Regions from separate parts of the Mus musculus genome. Here region 2 is linked to region 1. Evidence: chromatin contacts called from public Hi-C data. All regions are on one chromosome and are shown on one strand. Each heading gives the region's core, a stretch centred on a gene start, on an enhancer-like site or on the middle of the called end of the contact. The rest is flanking DNA. Distances are from core to core; before and after follow the strand shown. Region 1 overlaps Gm38790 (a long non-coding RNA gene). Region 2 has its middle 140 kb from the start of Ptn.

Region 1 (2,643 bases), core at 87-2,586:
ATCATAAAAGATGCTGTATTGGCTCAGTTTGCCCTGCTTCAAAAGCTCTTTTAAGAGTTTTAATCACATTGTGTCTTCAGTACATTTGCGGGTGTATGACTGAAGATCTGGACGTCACTCTTGAAGTATGTACGTAATTCTTTTTGTATTCCATAAGTAAATTTAATCTCCCAAAACAAGAAACATAAGGTCTGAACTTGTGTCTTATCTTCAGAATAGCATTCATCACAGAGTCTCTGTTAAGAGTCTGACAGCATATTTGCTAATTCATAAGCCTTTCATATCTTCCTTTTATTTATCCACTGCAATTTTGTTATTTGCCTCTGTGTATAACCATTTTTCATAAACATATGTTAAATAGCATTGGGTCCATTCTAAATTAAACACGTTGGCTCAACTAACTTCTTAAATAATAGATAGGCCTATTTGAGAAGACTTACAGTGTATATATCTGTTTTATAACTTTACTTTGTTCTACTAGATTTGTTGATATACATATACATATACATCATATACATATACACATACACATACACATACACATACACATACACATACACATACACATACACATACATATACATATACATATACATATATAATCAGCAGCAGCTGCTGCTGTGGCTTACCACTTGATTTTTGTTGTCTAATACTGTTTTGTTACTCCATGTCCTTTCATTTCTATACTATTTTACAATTATTTTGTCCATTTCTGGACCCCACTGGGATTTTTAATAGGATCAAAAATAATGTACATAGAACTTTACAGAGATTAAAAGATAAAATAAGTATTTAGTTACCTAATACATGGAAATGGGTAATCTCTCCATTTATATGTCTGATTCTCATGTCTCTTTCCACATTCACCTTCATTGTAAAGATGTTGCAGGTGCTCCGGTATTTTACCTCTGTGATGGTCACTCTTAGTTGTCAACTTGATGGATTCTGAGAGCAACTAAGAGATACACTTCCAAGTAGGTCCCTGATGCTATTTTCCAGAATGGTTAACTGAGGGCGAAGAACCTCCCTCAACATGGACAACACCATTCATGCACAACCCAGATCCAAGAGGGAAAAGGGAAGAGCAAAGCAGCCTCATCCCCCATCACTTTTCCTCCTCACAGGTGAGTGTACCAACTCTGCTGTTGCTGCTGCTGCTGCCATCCTTCATCTTCTATGGCCTTCCTACCTAGACTGGAGACCAGAAGCTCCCTAGTAATCCTCAAGGCTTTCAGTGCCAGGTGGGGACAGCTGAAGCACCCAGCTTCCCAGACTGTATAACTGTCATGTCCTTAGGCTGGTCTATGTTTACATTGTGGGATCCCCACCCCCACCACAGGTCATACTGTATAAGCCAATCTGATGAGTCTCCATCATAATACATTCATCCTGTCCTTTTCTCCTATTAAGCCCTGATTAATAGAGTCCCTAAGCACTTTATATATCTGTGCTGTTGGAATTGCTAGAGGGTGCAGTTGTACATGATTGCAGTTGGTTTGTGGCTTTCTGAATTTCAATGTTGCCAACTAACTGGGAACAATAGTCTATTTTTGAGGATTTTCTGTATACAGTGATTATATGTGCTCTGAGTTAAAATGATTTTGCTTCCTTTGCAATCCGTATGATTCTTGTCGCTTCTTCCTACGTTGTCAGGCTGATAGAACCTCTGTAAGAATGCTGAACACCAATAGGAAGGGCAACCATTGTTGTCTTCACAGTGTTAGGAGTAAAACATTCAGAATTTTACCACTAAGTAAGAAGCTAGCTGGAAATCTTTCAGAGATGCCCTTCATTTACTTAAGGAAATCTATCTGGCTTCTGAGAGTTTTATCATGAACAAAGATTTTGTTCATGTGTCTTCTCTTTCCCCACTGAGGTCATGTGAACTTCCTTAGTTGACATCATGGCAGATCACATGAGCTGATTCCTAAGTATCCAACCCCGATGATTTGAGCTGCATTTTTTTTTAATCTTCATTTCAGTCTTCTCTTTGCTTACAGTTAAATTTCCTCCTCATTTTTTCAGTCTGACCTTAGATTATTCAATTTTAGATTTTTTTCTCATTATGTCCCCATCAAGAAAGGGATATGTTACAGTAAATCTTCTCCCAAATATGCCCTGGTAATGAAAACACAACACAGTTAATGTGATTACATGCTGTGTGCCTAGACTGGACAGATCTACCACTACACTACCATCTTCCACAGCTGATGAGACCCCTTAGAACTTGCGGTTTCTCCAGGCCATGTGCTTCTGCTCTGCTTTTCTTCATCTTCCTCCTCCTCTGCATCCTCTCCCTCTTCCATTTTCTCCTTCTCTCTCCCGCCTGCATTCCTCTCCACCTTCCCTTTTATCTGCCCAATCATCAGCTCTCCTTTATTTTACAAATTAAGGTAGGAAGCGGGTTTACAGGAAATCACCTGAGTGCTGACTCATTCCTTGTTGGAAGCCACTCACAGGAGAATGGAGTTATCAAATATAATTAACCCCAGGGCTATCCACAACAGGGATATGGTATGGTATGAAAGTGGGGTACCGGGCAATTTCATCTTGGTAAACATTATAGGGTATTCTTTCATAAACTGAGATGCTACAGTTTCACCCTGTGTAATTTTAAGGTGCATACAGTCAGTCTGAAGGCTA
Region 2 (2,643 bases), core at 70-2,569, 670 kb before region 1:
TGTCTGTTTTAGATACAAATGGGAACATGATTTTAGATTTTGCAGTAGTTTCCTTTGCTTTCTTAAGGGCAAAATGCCCCCTTCTGCATGTGTCTTCCCACCCTCTTTCCTCAGAACATTCACTTTAAATAAAGTCACTCCAGGACAGCCTCATATTCCATGTTGGGGATTAAAAGGGAGGAACAATTTTATGGCTTTCTGGGTTGGTGTTTTCTCTTCCTTTCTTTAAATTTTTCCCCCTTTGAGATAGAGAAAAACTGATTGTTTCAAAGTATATTTCCTTCACTATACCATTGTATTGAAAGACCCACAATGTGAGGACTCCCCCATGTTCTGACTCAGGAGAGGCGACACCCTAAATCAGTCACGAGAAACGGTCTTGCTGCAAACTGCAAGAGGACTTTTAATTCAAGAGTGTTCTCGGGCCCATGGTCATACACCACGCAGGGGTAGAGGACCTGGGTAAGGGGGTATTTAAAGGAAGAAATCACAACTCAAGGAAGTGGGGAGGGCGTTGTTGGAAAATACCAAAGATAACAGTTAAGAGTCACAAGGAAGTGCTAAGTCACAAGAGTCACAAGGAATACCTGGTAATTGTTTGGGCTATCTCTCAAGACAGTTTCTAAGAGCCCCTAACAACAGCACATTCTTTGAATGAACACTCTTTTAACCCAGGAAACGGGTGGGTGGAGGAATGTCGCTATCTGTTTTATGATTAGCATACCTTGGAGCATTGAGTCACAAAGGTCACATTCCCAAGCCTGGGCCTAAAGGCCTAGATTTTTGCTTTTATATTTTTCATTATATAGTTATTAATTTTCAAACTCAAACAAGGACTGCTGAGATAACTTATTCATTGCCACACAAGGCTGACTACATGACTGCTTCTTCAGAACCCAGGCAGAACTGGAAGAGAATTGACTCCACAAGGTTGCCCTCTGACCTCCCCACCAACACGAGCATAAGTGTTGCGTACACATACACACCCCATCAAAAGAAATTTATATGACTCAATAAGACTGTGTATAAATTCACCATAATGGAGGCAAGACCTCTTGTGACTAACATTCCATTAGTCACACTGAATGTTAGCCATGACCCCTGTGTCCTGATGCATCTGTGCTTTCTGGATACAGAATCTTGGCCTGTCCTATAGTCGTTAGGAATGCTGAGCATGATTAAGGCTGTAGAGGAAGAGAAGAAGAAGAACCATAGTGTGCTGGCTAGCTTTATGTCAATTTGACACAGGCTAGAGTCATTTGAAAGGAGGGAACTTCAACTAGGAAAATACTTGCATAAGATCCAGCTGTAGGGCATTTTCTTAGTGATTAATAGGGGAGGACCCAGCCCATTGTTGGTAGTGCTATCTATCCCTGGGCTGGTAGTCCTTGGTTCTCTAAAACAATCAATCAATCAAACAAACAAACAAACAAATAAAAACAGGTCGAGCAAGCCATGAAGAGCAAGCCTGTAAGCAGCACCCTTCCATGGCTTCTGGATCAGCTCCTGCCTCCAGGTTCCTGCCCTGCTTGAGTTCCTGTCCTGACTTCAGCATCAGCTGAATAAACCTTTTTCTTCCCAAGTTACTTTGGTCACAGTGTTTCATCACAGCCATAGTAACTGTAACAAAGGCAAATACCTATTCTTAAATGAAAAGGTACATTTCTCAGTCATAATGGCTGCAATTACTGAGGAAGCGCCAATCAAGTAAACAGGTCAGATGTATCTGTTTGTGTTTAAAGACCAAGGGAATGTCTTCATGGGTCAGGACAGCTGAAACTCAGTTAGGAATTGAAGCATCAACAAAGAACTCACCCAGAAAGGAGTGTCCTAAATTACAACCTTATAGCCAATAGATTCTAGAATATGATAAAATATAAACACAGTCCACAGAATGGCAAAAATCACAAAACTTACAATGTTATCAGAAAGGTAGGGGACGGAATTTCAAGCTGTTTTCAGTAATGTTGTAGAGTATGGTTGGGCTTTGTGCAATAAACTCAGTAAAATATTTCCTCATCTTTTATAGACTCTATGCCATTCCCACAAAGCAGATTTTCTTCCTCTATCCTAATTCAAATGATCCTGCTTTGCTCTAGGTTTCATTTCATTCAAGTGATATGTTTGTTAAAAGCGAAGTGGCCATGAGTAGCTCTTGATTTTAAGAGTGTCTAAGCTAGATTCAGCAAGGGCTCTCAACTCTGTTCCCTAAGATGTAAGCATATGGATCCTGGAAAAGGTGTAAACATCACGCTTCATTTATAATAATATTAGCAACCAAGGCATACCGCTATCAAACCCATTCTCAAAGTCTTCCAAATAACCTATCTCACCGGCAAGCAATTGCTGTTGCTGCTGCTGCTAAGCAGAGCAAGAGACCAGAGACAGGCACACTACAAGTACCTTCTTAAATATGCACAGAGCTGAGTCAGAAAAAACAGGTAAATAAGAACAAATAGTGGGACTTTTAAAGTACTACCAAGAATAATTCAAGGTCATAAGAGAAGCTATGGAGTAAGGTAGAAACCAAGACTGAAATGGAAAAAGGATTTGGCTTGAACATTGATGGTTGGCTAATTCAGATATTCAAGTGTTTAATTCAAATATCCCAACACTCTGCCCTCCATTCCAGCACTTTGTATT

Evidence for each region. A called contact is a pair of places that touch in the nucleus more often than the background predicts.
Region 2: a Hi-C map of the N1E-115 cell line shows a contact between it and region 1, with 4 times the contacts expected there. The contact joins two enhancer-like sites. A contact is called at or near these places in 2 of 484 Hi-C or Micro-C datasets (the N1E-115 cell line and cerebral cortex).

Annotation. Positions count from the first base shown.
Region 1 is chr6:35,995,639-35,998,281 of GRCm38.p6, reverse strand. It overlaps Gm38790 (a long non-coding RNA gene), which reads left to right. Exons shown (of 4, transcript XR_868978.1): 2 at 1,000-1,124. Among named protein-coding and RNA genes, the nearest start is that of Gm38790, 2.7 kb to the left of the region's middle. Within about 2 kb of position 1,336, at least 3 of the 459 cell types and tissues checked have an H3K27ac peak or open chromatin away from gene starts, as enhancers often do. A contact at or near this core is called in the N1E-115 cell line, where this site is marked.
Region 2 is chr6:36,669,792-36,672,434 of GRCm38.p6, reverse strand. No RefSeq gene overlaps it. Among named protein-coding and RNA genes, the nearest start is that of Ptn, 140 kb to the left of the region's middle. Within about 2 kb of position 1,319, at least 16 of the 459 cell types and tissues checked have an H3K27ac peak or open chromatin away from gene starts, as enhancers often do. A contact at or near this core is called in the N1E-115 cell line, where this site is marked.